Regions from separate parts of the Mus musculus genome. Here all the other regions are linked to region 2. The links are chromatin contacts, called in public promoter capture Hi-C maps. All regions are on one chromosome and are shown on one strand. The core of a region is the stretch at or near the end of the contact, and the rest is flanking DNA. Distances in the headings are between cores, read along the strand shown. Region 1 holds the start of Crct1 (cysteine-rich C-terminal 1). Region 2 holds the start of S100a10 (S100 calcium binding protein A10 (calpactin)). Region 3 holds the start of Tdrkh (tudor and KH domain containing protein).

Region 1 (4,002 bases), core at 498-2,997, 540 kb after region 2:
AGAAGTAAGCTGAGGAGACAGCTGTGAAATGTTGGGAGTCCACTATTCTTGGAACCTTAGAATTTTAGGTTTGGGTTTGAATAGAGAATAAAGAAACCATCTCAGCCAAAAATTACCCCCGCCTGGTGGTAGTGGTGGTGGTGCATGTGTGCATGCCTGTGTATGTGTGTGTGTGTGTGTGTGTGTGTGTGTGTGTGTGTGTGTGTGTGTGATGGAGTCAAGGGTACTTAAGTCACTGAGTTTGGATGTTCATGTAATATTCCTTTAGGGTTGGGATGGCTTCCTCAGGAGATACTAAAAATATTTATGATAGAATAGATAACTGCAAGTCTGCCTTTCTATACAAGATAAGCAGTTAGCTCCTCGGTTGATAAGAGTTAACAGTGATGCATAAAGTTGGGGTAAGGAGTCCATACAGTGAGTATCTACTTGATCTCTCCATAATGATTCCTATCACCCTGGTTTTCTTCACCTTTTGCATAATTTTCCAGAGGAGAACCCACATCTAACTTAGTACTTCATTACTTCCTTCTCTTTTCTAACATTGATCTCTCTTCTTGGAATGTCTTACCTCTTCTTGCCAGGTGCTCTGGTTCAGTAAGCAACCTGTTAATCAGGCTCTAAAGCCATGGTAAATGAAATGGGTATCTTCTATGACTTGTCTTTCCTTGTCTGTTTCCTCATGCCACACCCAGCAATGCACCCCAAAACCTATCTCACTCTTAATCCCTGAATTCTTAATCTTAGATTCTCTTATGTCTCATACTCATGGTTGGTGTGACCAGGTAGTTCCAATGATTGAATCAGAGGCAGTTGACCTCCAAAGTTTCCTCCAGTTTTATAAATCAGCTAATCGAAACGCAACAATTACTATGGGAACTTTCAGGCCGTTCCCCCTTTTATTTTCCTCCTTTTTCTTCTTTGCTCTTTTATTTTATCCTTTTCATTTTGTTTTGTTTTATTTTGTCTTTTTCCTATTTGTCAGTAGTTCTAGGGACAATCTATCCTTAAGGAGATGATATCAGAAACAGGAGCTCCATAGGCTAACCAGCTTACTATTTTCCAATAGGCCTATACTCCTCAACCATTTTTGTCTGCGATCCATCAGGGTTACATAATGGGAATATGGTCAAGTGACTTCTTTTGGTCTTATTGGTCCCTTAACCTTGCCTGGGCTATTCTTCCTGTTAATGGTGACAGGAAGAAACCACCGTTGTGATTTCCATCCCCACCATCATCTTCCTTCAGTGCTCTCTAGAAGCATCTGGATAAAAGCCAGAGGGTTCATCACATAGCCTGCAGCCTGCTATGAAAGACAAGAACCAAGGGCCATAGAGATGCAAATAAGACAATAAATGATAAGGAGATAGCTATACATGAATAAGTGTGAGAAAGTAGAACAGTGCAGGTGTTCTCCTCCCCTCCTGCTGTGTGTGTGTATACAGTGTTTAAGAGAGAACCCCGGACCTCTCCTCATTTGACCCCCCCCCCCCAGGCCTTCTCTAAGCACATACAGCCCTCCCAGCTATGAACAGTATCCGGTTTGAAAAGTAAACACACCACAGCAATCCTGGCACCTCTGTGAAGTGACTTGGTTGTCCACGTGCACCACCTACAGTGCTATCTGAGTGATGAATGCTTCTGGGATGTAAGTGTCAGCTGAGCATGTCTGTTGAGAAATGGGCTCCTCCCAAGGACCTGGACTTGTTGGAATCTTATAAAAGCTTCTCTGGCCATACACTGTTCAGTCTTCTGCCTAGCAGGTGTCAAGTTCCAGTTGGAGAACTGAGTGAGTCTTCCTGTGGAGCCAAGGTCTAGTAAGTATCTAAGCGGGGTGTCTGGGGGAGGAAGCTGGGGAGAATGGAAGACAGAAAGGAGGAAGTAGGATGCAGCCAGAATGTAGCTGTTGGAATCTGGCTTCCAGTGAGCCAGCCTTTTGTGTTGCCTATGAAGATGCAAAGGCTTGGCATGGCGCTGACCTTTGAAAGGTTTTCCAGACTGTAAAGAGCTTTGAGTAACCCGGGTCTTTAGGTTCCCTGGTTAAGTTATTCCTATTCTCTGCCTTTTCCTTATAATGTGAAGGACAGGCAAGAAAGAAGGTGCAGAGCACGCTTTTGTGTTTTCGAATTCTCTATACCCAAGACAGAGGGACACAGGTAATACTTGTGTGTTTTCTGACCGATGTGATGCTTATACGATATTAACTGAGATTACCACTTGAAAGAGCTGCGTGGTCAAAGTACAGTTAGGAAAAGGCTGAAGCCAAGAGATTTTTGATTGAGTCATATAGATAAATTGCAGCCGTATGCTCTTTATTTTCCATCATGGAGCTCTTGGATGGTCCTAATGTCAGTCAGGGAGACTGCACTGATCCTTTTCAAATTCTGTTTCCTGCTTTGTGCCTCCACCACTGGAAGCTCCTGTTTGAGTTTGTTTCTTTGTTTCCCTTCTTTTTCTTTCTTTCTTTTATTCCTCTTGTCCCAAAGCCAGACAGACTTTTCTCTAAGGCAAATACTTAAAGTTCTGTGTTCCACTATAGGGAAGAAAAGGCGGGGTTTTAAAAAAGATTGTCTTTCTTTCAGATTCATCTTGACAAACGCCGAGATGTCTCAACAGGGCGCCAAAGGCTTTTCCAAAGGGTCTTCCCAGAGTTCCGCCCCCTGCCCCGCCCCGACTCCTGCCCCCGCGTCCTCCTCCTCCTCTTGCTGTGGCGGAGGCTGCTGCAGGGGCTGCGGGGGCGGCTGCGGTGGTGACTCTGGCTGCTGCGGCTCCAGTTCCACCGGCTGCTGCTGCTTTCCCAGGAGACGCCGCCGACAGCGCTCTGGCGGCTGCGGCTGCTGCTGCGGAGGAAGCCAAAGGTCTCAACGCTCCTGCAACAATCAGAGTTCAGGCTGCTGCTCCGGTGGCTGCTGAAAGCCTACAGAGCTTCTCCGGAACAGCTGGCATCGCACAGCGTCTTTGCTGCTCTCACCCAGTCCTCCATAGTAGTAACAGGAAGGACCGGCCTAGGAGTTTGGTTTCCCTTAAGCTAACTGCACTTTGATGTTCAGAAACTTCACCCTGTTCTTAGACCTGTCCTCTAACGTTGATTTTCCTCCCAGGGGATACAAGTCAGGGGTGGGACTTCAGATCACGCTATGGGCAGGAGGTTGTGCACAGCAGTGTTCAAAACAGGCCTCCTGATTTGATTGTCGCCTGGAGACATAATAATAAAGCTTCTACCTCCTATGAACGCTTCTTTTCCTATTTATTCCTCCATCCGTGCCTTCAGTTTTCTTATTTTATACTACCTACCCCTCAAAGGCTCATGCCTGAAGGAGAACAAACACATTAACTCTCTGCGAGTTCTCAGGATTTGGGGTAGGCAGTCTCATCTACTTTGTGTAATGACTCACTGTGGTGGCTGCTGCTGCGTCCATTTTACAGAAGGGAAACTAACGTTAAGCTCAGAGTCACTTCTATGCCTGCAAGATGGAGATGACTGCAAGATTCCGGAGATCATTTTGTTAATTGGTGTGCTTAGCTTGGTCTACTCGAAGTGATTTGGAAACTCGGAGTTCCTCCTAGAGCAAGCCTTGCCCAGTCCCCAGGCCCAGACAACCGAGGGAGTCTGGTTTGAAATGGCAAGTTTAGGAATTTGAATTCAGTTCTGTTGAATGTTTTCTCTTCGTTCCTCTTTTCTTTTCCTCCCTTCTTTTCTACTTCTCCCCCCCCCCTTCCCTATCCTTTTCTCATTTTTCTTTTTCTGGTGGAAAACAATTGACTTTTGCTTGCTGGATGAGAAAATTTTCTATGCTTACCAGGAGCCTGGAACTCACCATCTTTTATGTCTGATCTATGAAGCTGAGGCATGACCAGGAACCACAGGACTCCTCTGTTTGTGGCAGTTGGAACAAACTGTACTAGAATAGAAGTCTTTGTAAGCATAGAGTTTACTGTTAAGGTTAGGTAAGACCTCTTAGCCTCCCTCATGTCTTTTAGCTTCAGAAGAGATTGTATAAT
Region 2 (4,211 bases), core at 508-3,007:
CTCTCTCTCTCTCTCTCTCTCTCTCTCTCTCTCTCTCTCTCTCCTGTCAGTAGAAAGCAGGGAGGTATCCAGCCTCAGCCCCACCCAGCCCAGGGCCTGACCACATTGGGGTGACTGCTCAGAGGCTGGCCAGAGGCCAGGCATAAGAGGACAACGGCCCATTTGATGTTGTATTTAGGAAAAGCCAGGGAACAGCATCACTCAGAAATTAGGGGAACCCAAATAACTGCTCTATGCCAAGCAGACCAAAAACAAACAAACAAACAAACAAACAAACAAACAACACTACTCTTAGACTGTCAGTGACAGTGCATAGGCAATGGGAGGAGGACTAAGGTAAATGAAATTTCAGGGAGTTATATGAACTCCTCCTTCCTGCTCCAACGTCGGGCATTATCGTTTGCAATTTGCTGAAACACACCGAAGGCAAGCTCTCTGACAGAGAGTTTCTACCTAATTTGAAGTATAACATGCAAAAATCCACTCCTGGAAGCTGAAACTGAAGCTTGGGGAATGGGGGGGGCGGGGGGGAGAGAGACAGACTTGGAATGGTTCTGCCAGTCTAATTACTGCCCTTCCAGGCAGCTCAGACAAGAAACCCCTCCTGCAGGTTGGTGGCCAGTTAGTTGTGACTCATTTCCTCTTGGAAAATGCCCTGGAAGATGGCACAGTTCCTCTTTTCCTTCAGGGAGCGATCTGTTCAAACCATCCACAGAGAATCAGCAACCAGCTAGGCCACACCCAAGGTCTCACAGCTGAGTCACAGGCCACAGATCACTAGGAGAATCCAGGAACCCTTTGTGCTAGCCCCACCCTGCAGAATGTGTCTGGCTTTCCTGGGGTGGGGGGTGGGGGTAGGAAAATGAGGGAGGTGGGTCCTGTGGATTTCAGAATGTGGATCCGGGCTCTGCTGGTCTGTCACATTTCTGTTTTGCTTGCCACCCACTCAGCAATTTCTCCAGAGTCCTCCCAGGCAGGGCTAGGAAAGAGGTCAGTCATTCCTGTTGCCAAGCTCAGGCCGTGAAGCAGGTACGTCCCTCTCACTGCACCACATGAAAATTAATCCCAGACTGAAGATTCTTCACCAAGCCTGCTCTCTCGTTCCATCTCTCTCTGGTTCCCTTTATTTAATCCGAGTAGCTAGAGGAACACTTGGTAGAGAGACAGAAAGTCCTACTTTAAAGATCCTTCCGAAGCAACCTGGAATTTGCACTGAGGCTAAGGCAACAAGCAGAGCAGGGTCCTTCAGAAAGGGAATCCTCCAGCTGCCAAGCCTCCAGTCCTCCCTGGCCAAAGCGGCTCAAACAGCCTGAGCTCTGCCTGTAGCCTGAAGCTTCATGGAACTGCCAACTAGGACAGAGCGCAAGCAGGTTCTGCTAAACTCCAGTTAACTCTAAGACTAGTTGCAAAGTAGAAAAGATGAGAATGAAGAACCACATGCCGAAAAGGAGAACAGAACAGCGGCTCCAACGCCAGGATGGGGTAGCTCCAGACAAGACTGGCCTCCGCCCCAGCGAGTCTGGGGGCATCCGAAGCAGTGTGCGAGCTGGAGGGGTGGCCCCACCCAGGCTCGCGGGGCGCGGCTCCTCGCGAAGCCTGGCTGGAGGCCGAAGCAAGCGGGTGTGGGGTTCCCAGAGGGCAGATATTAGGTGCGGGACTCACCTGGGCCCCGAAGCGCAGCAGTCCTTGGAAGAGCTGGGCACACCACGATGAGGCTAGTGCCGAAGACCGCGCGTCTTTGTACGCGAGGCGGGTACAGAGGGCGGAGGCGCCCCGGAGCGGGAGGAGCCTGGAGGGCAGGCATCTGCCCTCCCCACCCATCCCTCCCTTCCTGCCCCCCACCCCGCCCCACCAGCGCTCTCTCTCTCTCTCTCTCTCTCTCTCTCTCTCTCTCTCTCTCTCTCTCTCTCTCTCTCTCTCTCTCCTTCTCTCTCCAAAACACAAGGCAACACACACGCACACACACACCCTTCCCACTCTGCCAACAGACTAACTTTGCCCGTCCCCAGGGACAGCCCTATTGTAAACGTCCCTGCGGAAGAATGCTCTTAGTATTTCAGGGCATTCTCATCCAGGGCCGTGCCCTTCCTCTCAGGTTTGATTTTAGAAAGTGGGTGAGTGTAGAAATAAGAATCCAGCCGTCTCGGGAGGCACAATGGCCAGAACCAGAGCCAAGAGCCTCTGCGAGAACCTGCAGGGTTAGGAATAATTTCCTAGATAAGCAGGAGGAACGCTTCTACACCTAGCTTGCTCTAGGACCTGGTCTTGGGGTCGCCTGTGTTGAGTGCAGAAGCAAGGCCCCTGGGCTTCAGCCTAGCCTTGCCACCACTGAGTGGTGAGGATCAGGGCGTGTCCTAGTGCTTGTCAGCTTCAGGAGCTTCTTTGTTACAGGGTTCACCTTTCCTGGTACAGTTTGTGATTTTGCTTGGTCGATAGTTTCAGCTGTGGCCAATATTACTAAGATCTGTTTCGGAGCCCCCTTCTTGACTCTACTTGGCTCTAAAAAGCTCTTTGGAAGAAACTTCTGGAAGATATTTAGAGACGACTGAAGTGTATCCTAACTGACAACCACACCCTTCCCTGATACTTAACATTATTTGTGGTTTGGGATTAAATGCAGTTATTGGTGACACAGCCCAGTCCCTAGCACTGGGGTTTCCCCTGTTCCCAGGGGAAGTCCTAGAAAGGATGAGAGATTCCAAAGGGATAAACAGAATTAGGGAATTCTCTATGCGCCACCACGTGACAGTCTCGGCAGAGGTCAGGAAAATCCAACTTGGATCAGCTCTGTTTTCTCCAGGGTCTCTGAAACCTCAGTTCTGGCTCTTCAAAAGCAGTTTTTCCTTCCAAATCTTCCCACAGGCCTCCCCAGGTCGTCGCAGCTGTGGAGGAAATCTCAGGGAAAATGTGATCGAATTTAGAATACTCCTACTCACTGGTTTTCTGGGGCATGAGCCTTAGAATGTTTAGTTTGTGCTAGAGCCTGTTGATTCAGAGATGGGGAATCAGTTTCTTCTTTCAAAGAGCGCCGAGGTTTCTGAAGATATTGTAAACAATTCCCTATGGTTGATGAGCAGTACAAGAATGTTGGACAGGGGCTTCTAAGGCCCCATAGTGGGGCAACAGTCTGATTCACAGAGGAAGCAACATTTGATAAGAACTCAACAATTAATCATTGTGATTCTTTAATCTGAAAATCTATTATAACCTTTTGGGCAGGTATAGAGGTATAGAGGTGTCGGAGTGCTTTTTAAAAAGTTATTGTGTGTCTGTGCATGTGCCTCCATGTACATGTGTGCCAGAGCACATACGTGGCACTGTGAGAACAGTTTTCAGGAGTCAGTTCATTGGTGTGGAATTTGGAGCTAGAACTCAGGTCATCAGGCTTACACAAGAGCACCTTTACCCTCAGAAACCCCATTGACCCAAATACCACATTCCCTTTGTGGAGGGTTTGGAAAACAGCAGCTAAAACAATAATTATTTATAAATGTATGGACCAAATAATAACTATTTTCATGTATTTTGTTCTAGTCCTATACATATGGTTATATTGATTTTTTTATATTGATTTTTTTTTAGATTGACAGTATCCTCTTTTGTTCCTTAGTATTCATTCTCTCCCCACCCCTCAATATTTTTGAGGTGCCAGGCTTAATCGGGATTGAGCCCAGGTCTTCTCACATGCTAGGTAAGTCCTCTACTACTGAGTTCTATCTCTGGCCCACTTTTGCTTTTTCTGTGTCGCTGTTTATCAAGATCACCATGATCACTCACTCGTTTCCCCCCTTTTCGTTCCTTTAGTGATTTTTTTTTTCAATCTGCTAGCAAGGCTGTAGGATTCTGGAGTCCTAGTGGGTGCCGCCCCACAAAGATGCTGAGGGCACATGATGAACAGAGCCAGCAGGATAGACACTATAGCAAGTGCTCTCTCACTAACTCCCCATGAAGCTCCTTAGCTGCTCTGTGAACTGAAGGTCCATGAAACTTCAGCTCCACTGCTAAAGATGGGTGTGGTGAGGCATGTTTTTAATTCTTGCACTTGGGAGGCAAAAAAATTGTGCATTTGAGGCCAGCCTGGCCTATATAGTGAGACTGTCAAAAAAAAAAAAAAAATTAAAACCAAAACCTCTCTCTCCAGGAAAAATGTACCCAGCCAAGTTCTTTCTGCAGGAAATGGCTATGCCTTGTTAACCACATGGACAAAGTGA
Region 3 (4,228 bases), core at 452-2,951, 860 kb before region 2:
GGAGTTGGTTCTCTCTTAGTCTCAATCGTCATTTTTGATGATTGACTTCATCAAGTTTCCCTTTGTTGCATTAACCATCTTATTGGCCCCTGTAATTCTTGATTAATGACTCTGTCTGTTATGAGAATGAACTGAAAGTAGTAGTAACAGACCAATAGATATCTAGTGCATGTATCCATAATAGAAAAACCAGAGCATGAATTGGTAGTACAAATACTGAAGACCTAGCAATTGATTTATGGTAAGGTAGAGGGCAAAGTAAAGGAGTTAGTTATAAAGTTTCTGAATGGGACACCTGGTAGATGGTATGCCAGAAAACACTGATTTTTGTGGACGGAGTATATGTCACAGGGTAAATGCCTGTGACGAGGACAGGTTTGCTGGGTGATATCCATTTGAACCAACAGGCAAATCTAACCAGATATTACAAGTAAATTTGTGCTAAGTGTGTTACTAAGGGATAATATCATAAGGGATAGGCTAGTGAACTCAAATCAGGCAAACCAACCAGGATTTTACTTAAAACACCAAAGCGGTCTGAGCCTGGTGTGACAACACATGCATATAACCCCAACAGAGAGGAGGTGGAGACAGAAAGAACTAGAGCCTAAATTCATTCATAACAAGTACAAGGCCACTGTGGGTGACATGAAATCCTGTTTGGGAGTGGTGATGGTAAGGAAGCCAGGTGTCCAATCTCCCAAATACCAGTACCTGAAAGGTGGAGGTAGAAGGATCAGCAGTTTAAGGATGGCTACAGGACAAGTTCTTGACCAGTCTGGGTTAACTACAAGAGATGTCTCAAAAACCAACCAATCAGCTGGAGAGATGGCTAAGCGGTTAAGAGCACTGACTGCTCTACCAGAGGTTCTGAGTTCAACTCCCAGCAACCACATGGTGGCTCACAACCATCTGTAATGGGATCTGACGCCCTCTTCTGGTGTGTCTGAAGACAGCAGCGATGCACTCACATATATAAAATATATAAACCTTAAAAAAACAAAAACAAAAACAAAAACCAACCAACCAACCAACAGGCAAATCTAACCAGATATTACAAGTAAATTTGAGAAAGGAAGATTGATAGACAATCAATCCAATCTAGAGCGTTCTGGTGCTGGCCTGTACTGTACTTCCACCACTTCAGAGGCAAGGGCTGGAGGATTTTGAGTTCAAAACCAGCTGACTGTCACAGGCTCCGCCACTAAAAGAAAACAAAACACCTTGCAACAAAACACCCTGCAGCTACAAACAGTCACTGGACTAAGTTGAGGAAGGTAAAAGGCAAATTAATAAAAGGTCCCTCGTTTCAAAGAGAGCCGGCTTAGGAGTGCTGAGTTGTGGTGAACGTCCTATCAATCCTGGGGGCCTAGCTCCCCGGCCCAGAGCCCCTGATCTGAGTCTGGTTATTAGCTCCCAGCACAGCTGCCCCACGCGGTGATCCGCGAGGGCCTCACTCCTAGCCCCCAAGTGTCCCACGCCTCCCGACCCTCAGTCCCGCGCTTCGGTCTTCCAATTGCCAGGGTCCCTACCGCTCTGCTTCTCCCACACCCCAAACTTCCCTCTCGCGCCCTGCCTTTACCGCTCCTCCAGAGTTGCGCGCTCTGCGCTTCGCCTCGCACCTCACCCCCGCCGCCGCCGCCCTGTCGCTCCCTCAGCGCAGCCGCCTAGCGGGTCGCTTTTCAGCAGCCGCTTGTTCCGCCCCCGCAGCGCATCCTCACCAATCAACGCTCACTTTGAAGTCTGACCAATCGCGCTCCTCCGCCGCAGCCAATCCTTCTGCGGACTGCCGTGAGCGACGTGGCTGGTGCGCGCTCAAGTCCAATTACCCGGATGAAAATCCAAGCCCGCCCACGTCCACAGCCAGTTAGAGCCCGGGGAAGCCGATGCTTTTAATGGAGCTCGCACCTGCTGAGAATTAAACAGCCAATTAGAGGCTTCTGGAGTCCTCGGTCCTCCTCTAGGAGGTTGTGCTGCTTTAAGCCGCGAGGGACTTTGGCGCTCCGAGGGTCGGGGGATTGGGTCACTCGTGGGTGTCCCGAGGCCTACGGAGTCATTCCGCGGCCAGCGGCCTTGGGGGAAGCCACCTCCTGATTGCGGCGCCACTTTATCTGTTAAGAATTTCTGCCTGGATGGACCCCCTACCCCCATCTTAGCCAGGGGACAGGAAAGCAACTATGTTAAAGGAGTGAAATGGGGGCGGGCGCTGCACACGCCACGTGGACCGAAAGTCACCGTGGCCACCACCTGGGTAAGGCAGCTATGGGAGGAGCGCGCCAGCAGGGGCCCCCTGCCTTGCCCCGGGGCCGTGGACCTGTGGAAGGGGGAGGATTTGGCAGGCAGCGGTTTGCTTGAAAAACTGAATTCCAGCCGCCGTCTGGGTCGTTCCCGAACCGTTAGGAACGGTTGGCCCTGCTACCACCTTCACTTTGAGGCGAGGGCACAGTCGCTCCGAGTCTCCAGGAGATGTTTTGTGCTGGCACATGATGAATACTCATTAAACATTTGTTGAGTGAACATAGCTAGCATTGTGTCTGACCCAGATGTCTTTGGGTCAATTTCCTATTATTATTATTATTACCACTACTACTGTTATATGTTGCTATGTTGTCCAGGCTGTTCTCAAATTTTGTTCCCTTAGGCTCTTGAGTAGCTGGGCTTGCAAACATGCTCGCCTTCTAGTCATCCAAAATATATATTTGGGTAAATAATACATGCACTTTCAAGAAGATTCACAAGTAACAAAAGGTTATTGAAGAAAATGTCCCTTCAGAGGCAACCAGTACAACCAGTTTCTTGGGAAATTTTTCATCCCACACTTAAAATACACGTAAATGTATTTTTGCACAGCTGAAAACATGCTATAGATATAATTTTATAACTTCCTTTTTATATATGTTAGTGTTTCAAAGCAACTACCTTTCTGACTCTTAGTTAAATCTCAAGATATGACAGGGATATAGAAGATGTATTTAACCAGAACTTTTAACATGTTTACTTTTAAGCATACTTCACTTTGCACTTTAATTTTTTTTTTTTTTTACTTATAAGACACAGTATCTCTATATAGTCGTGGATGGCTTGGAACTCTTTGGGTGGACCAGTTTTGTTTTGTTGTTTTGAGACAGGGTCTCTCTTTGTAGATGAGGCTGGAATCAAACTTAGAGATGCACCTGGGCATGTATCACCATGCTCAGATTAATTTTGCTTTTAAATGACTATCCCCATGGTAACTACTTAACGAATACAAACATTAGCTCAAAGAATTGTGCCTTGTTATTTCATTTGAATGTACACAGCTTTGCAAAGATTTTCCCACAAACATTTTTTCCAGTTTTTATTCAGTTAACAATATTTGAAAAGGCTTTGATTTAGTATTGCCAGATTGCCTTCCACAGAAGTTTAAAAAGTTTTGCACCTACCAGGCATGCATGAAAAGGACCTGTATGATAGCATACTGACACCATATGTTGTCACACAGCCTGATTTTTTTTTTTTGGACAACCCAATAATAGAAATTAACATGTTATTGCAACTTTGATTTTCATTTCATTTATTGTAAGTAAGGCTGCATGTAATGTGTTTAAGTTGTACTTTATGCAAGTTGTTTACATGCTTTGTTAATATTTTACTACTTACTAAATCCTAATAGTTATTCATTGTACATATGTTAGAAGTAAGCACTTCCCTCTCTTTCAAGTTTACTCTGTTTTCCATTTTTATTTAAATCTTATTTTTATGAGTATTTTGCCCGCATGCATATATGTGCACCATGTGTGTGCCTGGTGCCTACAGAGGCTTGGATCCACTGGAACTGGAGTGACAAGTGGTTGTGAGCTGTCATGTGAGTGCTGGGAACTGAACCAGAGTCCTCTAGAGAATAGTAGCCAGTGTCTTAACTGGTAAGCAATCTTTCCAGCCTCTATTCTATGTAATTTCAAACTTTGTTTATGGTTTTGCTGTACAAGAGCATTGTGTGTGTGTGTGTGTGTGTGTGAAGCTAGAGATCAAACATTGAACACAGACACCTTCCTCAATCATTTTCCACCTTAAAAACAAGCAAACCAGCCAACTAACCAACCAGGCTGGTAAATAATGGTGCACACCTTTGATCACAACATTCAGACGGCAGAGGTAGGTAATCTTTGAATTCGAGGCTAGCCTGGTCTACAGAGTGAGTTCTATACAGCCAGGGCAACAAGGAGAAATCCTGTCTCAGAAAGCAAAA

Evidence for each region. Promoter capture Hi-C pulls out the DNA fragments that hold promoters and counts their contacts. Capture Hi-C pulls out chosen DNA fragments and counts their contacts.
Region 1: a contact with region 2 is called in a promoter capture Hi-C map of embryonic stem cells, with 5 read pairs. The contact joins the promoter of Crct1 here to the promoter of S100a10 in region 2. A contact is called at or near these places in 2 of 39 promoter capture datasets (cranial neural crest and embryonic stem cells) and 1 of 484 Hi-C or Micro-C datasets (cortical neurons).
Region 3: a contact with region 2 is called in a promoter capture Hi-C map of adipose tissue. The contact joins the promoter of Tdrkh here to the promoter of S100a10 in region 2. A contact is called at or near these places in 3 of 39 promoter capture datasets (cranial neural crest, maxillary cranial neural crest and pre-B cells) and 1 of 9 other capture datasets (adipose tissue).

What each region holds. Positions count from the first base shown.
Region 1 is chr3:93,013,431-93,017,432 of GRCm38.p6, reverse strand. It overlaps Crct1 (cysteine-rich C-terminal 1), which reads left to right and starts at 1,747. Exons shown (of 2, transcript NM_028798.3): 1 at 1,747-1,817; 2 at 2,583-3,228. The coding sequence starts at 2,605. The coding sequence ends at 2,913.
Region 2 is chr3:93,552,663-93,556,873 of GRCm38.p6, reverse strand. It overlaps S100a10 (S100 calcium binding protein A10 (calpactin)), which reads right to left and starts at 1,757. Exons shown (of 3, transcript NM_009112.2): 1 at 1,663-1,757.
Region 3 is chr3:94,410,717-94,414,944 of GRCm38.p6, reverse strand. It overlaps Tdrkh (tudor and KH domain containing protein), which reads right to left and starts at 1,701. Exons shown (of 14, transcript NM_001357711.1): 1 at 1,583-1,701. It overlaps 1700040D17Rik (RIKEN cDNA 1700040D17 gene), which reads left to right and starts at 1,990. Exons shown (of 2, transcript NR_152121.1): 1 at 1,990-2,251.